3 separate regions of the Gossypium hirsutum genome follow, and all the other regions are linked to region 3. Evidence: chromatin contacts called from public Hi-C data. All regions are on one chromosome and are shown on one strand. Each heading gives the region's core, a stretch centred on a gene start, on an enhancer-like site or on the middle of the called end of the contact. The rest is flanking DNA. Distances are from core to core; before and after follow the strand shown.

The links. Hi-C and Micro-C count contacts between places; a contact is called where the count stands out from the background.
Region 1: a contact with region 3 is called in a Hi-C map of leaf, with 2.2 times the contacts expected there. The contact joins the enhancer-like site here to the promoter of LOC107950649 in region 3. A contact is called at or near these places in 3 of 34 Hi-C or Micro-C datasets (hypocotyl and leaf).
Region 2: a Hi-C map of leaf shows a contact between it and region 3, with 2.4 times the contacts expected there. The contact joins the promoter of LOC107952496 here to the promoter of LOC107950649 in region 3. A contact is called at or near these places in 9 of 34 Hi-C or Micro-C datasets (anther, callus and leaf).

The regions. Positions count from the first base shown.
Region 1 is chrA08:9,418,372-9,422,168 of Gossypium_hirsutum_v2.1, reverse strand. No RefSeq gene overlaps it. Among protein-coding and RNA genes, the nearest start is that of LOC107952456, 5.6 kb to the left of the region's middle. Within about 2 kb of position 2,403, at least 1 of the 9 cell types and tissues checked has an H3K27ac peak or open chromatin away from gene starts, as enhancers often do. A contact at or near this core is called in leaf, where this site is marked.
Region 2 is chrA08:8,995,810-8,999,559 of Gossypium_hirsutum_v2.1, reverse strand. It overlaps LOC107952496, which reads right to left and starts at 1,583. Exons shown (of 4, transcript XR_001698819.2): 1 at 1,178-1,583; 2 at 863-980; 3 at 683-779; 4 at 1-204. It overlaps LOC107896233 (ras-related protein RABD2a), which reads left to right and starts at 2,570. Exons shown (of 8, transcript XM_016821376.2): 1 at 2,570-2,891; 2 at 3,707-3,750. The coding sequence starts at 2,878.
Region 3 is chrA08:9,235,682-9,239,588 of Gossypium_hirsutum_v2.1, reverse strand. It overlaps LOC107950649 (nitrate regulatory gene2 protein), which reads left to right and starts at 2,385. Exons shown (of 4, transcript XM_041075821.1): 1 at 2,385-3,796; 2 at 3,904-3,907. The coding sequence starts at 2,536.

The sequences.
Region 1 (3,797 bases), core at 1,154-3,653, 180 kb before region 3:
GTATTTGACTAGGCTTGGTTAATGAGGAAACTCAATAAAAATCGATTTACGAGCCTAGGGGTAGAATCATAATTTTTTTCAAAGTCTAAGGGTAAAATGATCATTTTGCCAAAGTATGAATTGTGGAATTTTTTATTAATGTGATGATTAAACGAAATAATTTTTATTGTTTTAGATCAAGAATTATGTAATCCGAACCTAGACTGGGGGAAAGCCAAGCTGGTGGAATAAATCCAATTAGTCGCCTATATTTTGTATACCGAGGTAAGTTGTGCGTAAATATTACAACTTTATTTTTATCATGCATTGAATGATTGATATCGCATAAAATGTTTGAATGTAACTATTAACAATGTATGACGAAATTGATATGGGAAATCCTGGCTGAACCGTAGGAATAGGTCGGATATTCATGCCATGGTACTAGGGTTATATGAGTGCTAGTGTAAGACCATGTTTGGAACATGGCATCTGCACCGATAGATGAGAGCCAGTGTAAGACCATGTTTGGGACATGGCAACGGCTTCAATATGTGAGAGCCAGTGTAAGACCATGTCTGGGACATGGCATCGACTTCAATATGTGAGAGCCAGTGTAAGACCATGTCTGGAACATGGCATCGGCTTCAATATGTGAGAGCCAGTGTAAGACCATATTTGGGACATGGCATCGGCCTCGATATTTGAGAGTCAGTGTAAGACCATGTCTGGGACATGGCATCGACTTTGATGTATGAGCCAATGTAAGACCATGTCTGGGACATGGCGTCAGCATCTTACCCTATGTTTGAGGCTTATTGAATATCCTGTAGTATTCCAAAGGGTTCAACGGTAAAATTTACTGTTTATGTTGGAATAAGAGAGGTTATGACTATACAATGAGTGCTACAGGTATTCACATGAATTTCATGATATGCAAACTCAATCTATATTGTAAGAGTAGTTAGAAATGAAAATGAATAAGTTATGCTTACTACTATTTGTGTATTTTGTGCAAATTACGATATGTTATGAGTACGTTAATGCATGGTAAATTGATGTTATATATTTACATGCAACTTACTAAGCTTTGTGCTTAGTTCTTACCTTTCTATTTTCTTATAGTGCCACCTAAATAGCTCGTGAATCAACGGACGTATGAGGCATCGTTCAGACTATCAATTGTAGCACTTGGTATAGTTAGTTTTTCTATTTTGAGTATGGCATGTATACGGACTTAGTCTTTCGTTAGTGTCATATTGTTCTGGAGTCAAAGTGTTGACTTGACACGGAATCTTTCATTTTGTATAAGGCCATGAACAATGGCTAATATTCATTATTAATATATGCAAATGATGATATTTTTGTACACGGAATCTTAATTGGTTGATGACGTCAAAAACAGAATGTCAAGGTTTTTGTACACGGGCTAAAACACGGGAGTGTCATGGTCGTGTGAGAGACACGGGCAATGGACACAGACGTATGCCAGGCCGTGTGAAAACCCTTGTAGGTTTGAATTGAAAAATAAATCCACACGGGTTAGGGACACGAACGTGTCTAGATATGCCCAGGCTGTGTGGGCTACACGGGCCTTCAGCACGATCATTTAAGATGACACACGAGTGTGTCACTTTTCCACACGGGCGTGTGCCCTATTTACCTTGAAATTTTTCAAAGTTTTCTAAAGCACTCAGTTAAGTCCCGAATCTTTTTCGAAGAGTGTTTTGGGCCTTATGGGCTCATATTAGGGACTTTATGTTCGGTTTTCAAAACTTTTTAATTTAAACGAAAATTTATGGCACGAAAATGTTTGTAAGCATGTGTTTAAGTACAGTAACACCTCGTATCCTGTTCCGGTGTTGAACTGGAGTGAGGGGTGTTACTATATTAGTTATGAAATGCATTTTGCAAACAAAACCATGAAATTTGATGCAACAAAATAGATATATTTTGTAAATTTTCTATAGACCATCACATTTCATCGAGAGAGGTGTTATATTAAAATGAATAATGTACATAATGTGCAATTATATCACTTATGTGGCTATTTTAGGTGAGTAAACTTGCTTTGATTCGAAAACAAAATAATTTTTTTTTTAATTTTGAGTTAATGGAACCAAGTTATTTAGTTTTTCAAATAAACTAAAATAAGTAATTCTATTTTTCAAATTAGAGTTGAGTTAAATTTTAGAACTCGAACAATTCAAGTTATTCAAATAAGATGTTGATGTAAATGTACTTTAGATCCTCGACAGTTTTGAAAAGGTACAAATTTGTTAGGCCCATTTTGAATAAATCATTCTTATTTATTATTTTTAAAATAAAATCATTTTGTATTTACTTTGACATGCCTCATCTTGAGGCCCATTTTTGAATTTTATTAAAGCGAAGGTCCGAGTTATGTCTGGTCTAATATATCGGTTCATGCCCAAATTGAGTTCAGATCTCATTTGAAGCCTAAAATTGAATTGACGTTCAATTCAAGCCCAAGTCCAAATTAGTCATGAGGTCCGAAGGCCCATTTGTTCTGAAGTTGAAGTTAGGGTTTGGAACCCTAATAATTGACAGTCGCACATGTAATTGGAAGGGTTAAATGTGCAAAATTTGATAATAAAAAAAAGTCAGTTAAAAAAAAGGTTTTGGGTTAATTTTTATGTCTCAAATTCGATTACTACTCACATTTGTATTTTTATTTTATTTGTTTTAAGCTTTAGTTTTATTTTTAATTAATGTTATTAATATATTAGCTCATTTGTCTAGATGCTTAAATAATTTTGATTTTATCTTTGAGTCCTACGTTCGATTCTTTTTTCTTAAGAATATTTATATTTTTTATTTTATGTTGTTTCAAGTTTTTATTTTTTAAATTAATTTTTAAATTAATATATATTTTCAAGTTTTATTAGTTTTAATTCAACTTTTTAATTAATAACTATTTTATTTATAAAATTAAATAATTATTCCCAATTATATAATAAAAATATATTTTTGATAAAATTAATATTTATCATTATGTTAAATATATTTTATTTTTTAAAAACACAAACTAATTTTTTGATATATTTTTCTTTATATATAATATTTATATGTCAAATGTTTATTTTTTCTTCTTATATTGTGGATATTGTTATTTCTAATATTATAAAATCAAATAATTATTTCAGATATAATTGTTTTTTCATCTACTTTTGGGTATGATATTTCAAATATTTTTATGTGTGAAATATTTCAAATATCATTATGTTTATAAGTGAAATATTTCAAATAATTATTTCAAACACACATACAAAAATATATTATACTAAAATTTACTACACTCATGATATGGATTGAAAAATAAATATTACACATATAAAAATTTTATTTACTAAAAATAATGATATTAGGTAATAATTATTTGATTTTATAATTAAAAGGTTTATTAATTAAAAAAATGAATTAAAATAAAAAAAAGCTTGAAAGTTGAAACAACATTAAATAAAAAATACTAAAGTTCATAGAAGAGGAATTGAATCTAGGACTCAAGATAAAATAATTATTATTTAACCATCTAACTAGAGAAACTAATATGTTAAAAATAGTAATTAAAAATAAAAGTAAAGTTTGAAACAAAATGAAATAAAAATACAAATGTGAGTAGGAGAGGAATCAAACTCGGGCTCAAAGACAAAACCAATAACATTTAATCCCTAAACCAAATGAGCTAATATATCAAAAAGTACATCTTAAAGGGTGTGTTTTCTATTTCTCTCTCCAAAATCGACTTATTTTCCCAAAATATCCTAAAAATATTTTAATATAATTTAATATAAAAA
Region 2 (3,750 bases), core at 334-2,833, 240 kb after region 3:
ACATTCACACGATAACAAAATGAAATACAGGAGAAACCATTTTCTTTAAGTCAATAAGGACTATGCATTATGTATATAGCAATTCAAAGAACTAAAACGCAAGGTTGTCACATTTTTCTTCTTGCTTCTTTTTCTTTTCTCTGGGAACAAAGTTTCCATCATTTTGGCTATACAATCTGACTTTGTCTTTGCATATTGTATCCGCTGCACCAAATTAATCATACAGTCGATCAAACCTAAGAATCATTACAACTAAAACTGCATATAAATTAAGCCCGAAAAAGAAATTGATTGCAATCAAAAGTGATGCCTAGAATAAAGTAAGTTTGGTTCAAGCAGCCACCGCAAAATAAAGCAAGTTTGGTTCAAGCTGCAAATGGTGTTATTGATGAGTAGCAAAAGCCTTCCATGGTTGCAAAAGGAACAATAGCCCTAATTTATATAGGAAAAAATAAAATGGCTCCTAAAATTTCAGTAAAATGGGTTCTCAGTAAATAATAGAATAACTCCAACAATATTAGTACAAAACATATTTCAATCAATGGCTATACAGTAACAGTGAAATCACAAAACAAATGCAACACAAACATCATTAAAAATTGGAATTAAACTTCAAATACCAAATCCATACTACAACTAAAAACTATACCCAATATAGAACAAATAAGCAAATTAAACTTACAATTCTATCAAGATTGAGTGCCTTTTGTCCAGAGCCAGCTGAATCTCTTTCCTTCCACAAGTGATGCTCGTTCTTTCCAACCTTTTTCACTGGTTTCCTGCACCCTAAAAAATTTAGTAACTTTGGGCTTCTAATTCAAGATTTTGATAAATTGAATTCAATCTTTTAAATGAGACCCACTTATCAACAACTCTGGAAATGCCCAGTGATTGTTCACCCAGCTTTTGTGAACATTTAACATAGGGAGTTCTGCAAATTGAAAGCCCATGACCTAATGAAAATGCTGCTTCGTTTAAACCTAGAAAAAAGTTCAACCTTTTCAATTACAAATGTTCAGTAAAATAATATGGCAACCTGGAAAAGGAAAATGAGACCTGAAAGTTTCAATTTATCAACCTTGTTTTTGGACCATGTAGATAATGGATAACTTCTTGAATGAATATGACTATAAGCCATTGATTTACTTCTCTATTCAAGAGAAAGAAAAAAAATTACCATCAAAATAAGCAGGGCCTTACTGAGCACCAGGCAATTCCAGTGATAGGTTGGAACCGCTCAGGAGCGGTAAACGAAGTGTGGGTCTTTGGCCTTCAGGTTGATTTGCTTCCTTTCAGGTTGATTTGAGCGTGAGATTGTTGATGGCTAAAGAAAAGAAAAAGTGAAATCATTGAGAAATTTCAATCTGAGGGTGTTTTCGAAAGGGAAAATAAGGTCATTTGGTGGAGAGGCTAGAATAGCCAATTCGGCACCTCCTTCTCTGAATGACTATGCAATAATTTTCGGAATGAAGTTGTAATCGCCATTCGGTGTTCTAAGCATTCCAATGAACCAAACCTCTGCTTTACTATAGAAATTGGAACCATCTTGTAATAGCTTTGCCATTACATTGAACCAAACGAAGCGTTAGCATTATCCTTGTATTGACACTTAAAAGAGGCATATGCCAATGGCCAACATGATTCAATCTTTGCCAAATTTGTACCCTCAATATCAGTGACCATTACAATTGAGTTTTTATAATAAATAATTAATAATAACAATTAATTGAGAATAACAATAAGGAAATTGATAATGCGTTAGTATTTTTGGTGGCATATATCATCATAATGGAAGGTAAGAATTTTGTGCCAATTACGGGTGGGTTTAGATAGGCGGTAGGGTATGGTGCAGTGCATTTAACTTATTTTTTGTCACACATTACAGTATCGCTATAGTATCTAATATCACTACCACCAATGTTTTTACACTAACCGTAATTAAATGTACTGCCCATCCAAACCCACCGTAAGCATTGTAAATTGATGAAAGATGACATTAAATTGAGTTTTCAATCATTTTTTTAAAGACTAAAAATGGAAAAAGAGTATAAAAGTGAGCCTACAATCAAGAGATTACTAAATCCTAAATCGATAAGTTTACTCCATAATTTGAACCTATGTTTCTCAAAATCATTGAATTTTCAGTAAATTATTTTTTTACTGAGAATTATTCTTGGGGTTTTCAATCAATTACAAGGACTTTTCAAAGAATAATTTTGTGCAATTGGGAAGTTTGGGTTATGAGAGTACTAAGTGAAATCACTCCTTAGATTCTTTAATTTTGTGTGTTATGTGACAATAAATAAAATAAAATAATAAAATAATATTTTAGAAAAAATTAAAGAAAAAAGAAAATAAAAAACTAGTCCTTGATGATTTTTTGTTCGGAGAAATAAATTGCAAAGGAAATTTATTTATTTATAATTTTTGACCTTTAAAAACGAAAAAGAAATTCAAATCCACCGTTGCATTTTTCTTAAACAGTAATGAAGTGAGCCACAAAGCCCAGCCCCAAAAACAAACACTGGAACTTGATCAGATCCATTATTGTTTGTTTCTTGAGTAAACGTCAATGGCCCAGTTCAATCGACTCCAGACCCAGATCCAAAGAGTTCCTTAGAACCAAACGAAGAATTGCCGTTTACTTCAATTTTAAATATACTCTCTCTGCTTCAGGCTTCAGGCTTCCACCCTCTTGCGTTTGCGTGTCTTCTCATCTCTGCTTTTGCCCCCTTTTATCTTTCTTCTTCTTTTTCTCCTTACTTCAGCCGAATTTTTCCGGCGAAACGGTGTCAGATCTTTGTGATCTATAGCCGGAAATTTCATTTCGAGTTCGACGATCTCACCCTTCGATCTTTCTATTTTCTTCAGCCTACCATGAATCCCGAATAGTAAGTTCTCTCTTTATTTTTATTTTAGTAGTATTTTTAACTTTTTTTTTGCGCTGTTTTATTATTTCGTGACGTTATTTTTCTTCTTGGTGGTGCGATGACGCTCGAAATTTTTGTAAGAAACTATAATTCTCGGTGTTGAAAGTCGCTAGGTTTTGCTCTTAGATCTGTTGATGGAATTGGGATTTTCTTTTCTCGTCTGTATTTGTTTCTAAAGTTGTCTTATTTCCAACTGGGGTTTCTCTCTGGGATTTAGTGAAAAAAAAAAGGAGGAAAAGATGCGAGCTTTGATGCGTTCTTCAATTATTCACGCCCTTCCTTTGTAGTATCTATATGGTATAAGAAAAAATTAAATGGATTTTGGTTTGAACTGGATTCTAAATAGTATTAAGATATACTGTAAGTTCCGATGTCTTTGCCAAATCGATTATTTGTGATGAAGAAGCAAATCTAACTCGAAAAAGTGTCCATTGATTGAACTTTTCAAGGGTGATGTAGCAAACATATGCTCACTTGCTCTAACTTGAATGGAATTGAAATGAATTTTATATTGAGGCACCAACAAAATTAAGAATTCAACCGTCAATGACGCGGAATTGTTAGGGTTGACCTTTGGTAAATAATTTGGTGTTCTGAGTTTTTATTGCTGACAATATCAACTTTAGTTTTGGTTTCTGAAATAGTCTCTTTGTGTTGTCTGTTTTGCATCGTTTATGGAAATCAACTTTTTGTTGTGCGTGGTATAATTAGAGATATCATGTTCTTACATCATTGAGAAGTATGTTAATATTATCTGTGGTTGCACACTTTTGCAGTGACTATCTTTTCAAGCTACTTCTTATTGGAGATTCAGGTGTTG
Region 3 (3,907 bases), core at 1,136-3,635:
TATTAAAATTTCTAATATATCTTTTAAAATTTTTAGCAAATTTAAGTTTTTTTATATTTTTATAATTTTTTTGTAAATTTATAAATTTTCTATTTTTAATAATTTTTGTAATTTTTAAAATATTTTTTTGTATTTTTTTTTGTAATTTTAAAGGTTTTTTTTTGGATGATGGTGTAACAGTGACGCCATTGTATGACATGTGGCAACATATGATTGAGTGACTGAATTTTTTAACGTCTAAATGATTGAACTGGGAATGTCTAGTAACGTTAGAGATTAAATTGGGCCAAAAAAATTTTAAGAACTAAAGCGAAAAACTAATATAATTTAAGGACTAAAGTGTACATTAAACCAAAAATATATATAGTATTTGTTCAACTACGTATAGTATATGTGACATTGCGTTTTAAAAATATGTTAAATTAAAAAAAAATACTCGAGATAAAAAATAAGTAAATGACTTTTTTAGTACCTTTCAATTTCGAAATTGAGTAAATTAATCCCTAACAAAAAACCTTAGAGTAATTTAATCTTTGTCTTTCAAAAGTGAGTAACTAAAGGGAATTAATCATAGTGTTAATGGCTTCCGTTAATTGTACATAATTTTGATTAATATATTAACAAATTTAGCGTTTAATGTTTACATATTTTATAATTTTAGCATTAATTCTAAAAAATTTAAAAAATTCGGCCTCAACATTTATGCATTTACATAAATATTACAGTATAAATTTGTTAATTTAGGATTAAATTGACAGAAATGTATAAATTTTAAGGGTTAAATTTATTATCATAACAATCAAATTCATTTACAATTGATGAAAAATGTTAACAATGAGATTAATTATCTTTAATTGCTCATTTTTAAAATTATTTTTGAGATATCAATTTATTCAAATTTGCAATTAAAAGGATCGGGAGTAGAGGTGTGCATGGGCTGGGCCGTGCTCACTGAAAATTTTAGGCCCATTTTCTAGGCCCGGGCTCGGCCCAGCTCGAAATATGGGCCTAAAAATTTGTCCAAATCCGGCCCGAAATAAAATTATTAAGCCCGAGCCCGGCCCGGCCCGGCCCGACCCATATTAAATTTTTTTAACTTATTTCATTAAATAAAAAATTTTAAAATATATTAAATAATCAAATACATTTAAAACAAATATTAAAACAAAAATCAAATAAAAATATATTAAAATAATTTTTAAAACAATACACAAATTGAAAATATAATAAAAATTAATTATATTAAAATTAAAAATAAAATATAAATATGATTAAAAATAAAAAATATATATATTTAGTATATAATTTGGGCAGGGCCGGGGCCAAAAATTTTACCCGAGCCTAGCCTATTTTCTAAATAGGCCTCGTTTTTTTGCCCAAACCTATATTTCGAGTCTATATTTTTACTCGAACCCTCTCATTTTTCGAGTGGACTTTCGGGCCAGGCCGGGTAGCCTGACCCATGCACACCTCTAATCGGGAGAGTTCATTTTATAAAAAAAATTAAATATATATAAGAAAATAAAACAAAAATCTCAAAAATTGTCCTTTGTGCGAAAAACAAGACCTAGGCAAAGCAGTCTTTTAGGCTCAAGGTTTAGGGTTATCCCAAGACCAAAACGGCATCCATCTTTAACCTGCACTCAAAGGGCAACAAATTTTTTATTAATAATCAAGACACCCCCACCCTAAAAAACAACAAAATTTTTTAATCCTCTCTCTTTTCTTTAACTGTTTGTGGATAATCAATGTCTACCCTTTAATTATGCCCTTATCTTTCCAACCGCCCCCACTGTAACCCACAATGTGAAAACAAAAAGCAGCCTTCTGCAACCGCAAACACCAACTTATTTAATTAACCAACCTATTTTTACATATAATTAATTACTAAATCTCCCTCCTTCCACTCATTTAAAATACCCCAATCCAACTCTAATTTTTTTAATAAAATACTTCTAGTATTAAAATAAAATTTAATTCTATTCATAGTAATTTTTTAGACAATTTCTTAAAAATACACAAATTATTAAATTAGACTATTTTTTCAAAAATTACGAGATTAAAGTTTTTAACTGATTTATAAAAAAATGCTTCTAATTGTCTCCAATATTTTTTTTTTAATTTTTTTTGGTGCCATAGATTCATAATGTATTTACAATTTATTCTTAAATAATGTAATATTGTTTTTTTTTAACTAACAGCTGCTACACTTAATCTAATAAATTTTTTTTTAAAAAGGGCTCTTTTTCAAAAATTTACTCAATTTTTTATCCCACCAAAATACTAGCATTTGATTTGATTTATGAATTTTTGGATTTTTTTTAAAGCCCTAGAAGACCCCGCCACAATACCAAAAAGGAAAAAGTTCAAATACCCCATCAGCTATTATTACCTTGCACTTCAGTTCCTTTCATTATTCAGTTGTTAACAAAGCTTAAACCGGGCGCCCCTGCTACACTACGCGCCACCGTCTGCTCAGCATTTATTTGCTGATTTTTTTTTCTTTTTTCATGTTTGACCAAATAGTGTGTTAGGATGGGTTGTACGGCGTCAAAGCTAGACAATGAAGAGATCGTAAGGCGGTGCAAGGACCGGCGACGCTTGATGAAGGAAGCCGTTCATGCTCGACATCACCTAGCCTCGGCTCACGCCGACTACTGCCGCTCTCTTCGTGTAACCGGCTCGGCTCTCGCCTCCTTCGCGGCCGGTGAGCCTATTTCCGTCTCCGACGAAACCCCTGCCGTTCTTCTCCACCCTCCCAACCCATCTCCTCCACCATCTAATCCCACCACTCTACGTGTCCCTCCATCTCCCTCCCCTTCCCTGCACCCTCCCCCTCCTCCTTTCTTTCCTTCCCCTTCCCCTTCTCCGACTATAGCTAGCTCGAAACTCCCTCACATACTCTCCGGTTCTAGTGTCTCATCTCCGGTACCCGCACCCAATCGTCGTCGGCCACGTAAGATACCCCCGAAACTCCCTCACATTTTGTCCGAATCGAGCCTTTCTTCTTCTCCTCGAAGCTCGAAATCTGGGTTTTCCAACCACTTTTTCCCTACAGCTTATCCAGCTAATTCCACGTACTCAGCCACTCCTTCCCAAGCTTCTTCCGTTTGGAACTGGGAAAATTTTTACCCTCCCTCACCACCAGACTCCGAATTCTTTGACCAAAAAGTACAACAACGAAAGCAACCTCATCATTTAGATTCTAACTACCCTGAAGATACGGAAGATACCGAAACGGAAAAATCAGAATATGATTTCTTCCGTCCACAAAAGCTGAACCACCGTTACAACATCAGTTCCGGTAATGCCAAGAGTAATTTTGACGAGGAAACGGAAAGGGAAGAAGTGCTTTGCAGCGAATGGGGGGACCATGATCATGATCGTTTTACTACAACGAGTTCATCGGATGAAGAGGGATATGATGACGTGGCATCCAGATCCGAGATCGGGACCCGCAACAGTTTCCGGTCTTCGAGGAGAGGGGAGTCGGAGAAGTTGCATCATCTTCGTCAGACTCCTCCGCCGGTAGAACCGCAGCCACGGCAGCAGATGTATGGAGCAGCCGCAGGCAATAAAATGGATGATAAGTCGGAGGATGCAAGATTGTCTGCGGGCGGTTATGGAACGGGCGCTATGATGGATATGACGATGGTTGTCAGGCATAAGGATTTGAAAGAGATCGTCGATGCGATCAAAGAGAATTTCGATAAGGCTGCCGCCGCCGGAGATCAAGTTTCCGAGATGCTTGAGATCAGTAGAGCTCAGCTAGATAAAAGTTTCAGGCAGTTGAAAAGTAAGCCTCGGATATGGAAATTTAAGCTTATTTTAGTTACAGTTCAAATTGATGTCATCTTGTTTACTTAAATTTATAATTTATTTTACTCATTTTTAAATTTACAGAGAC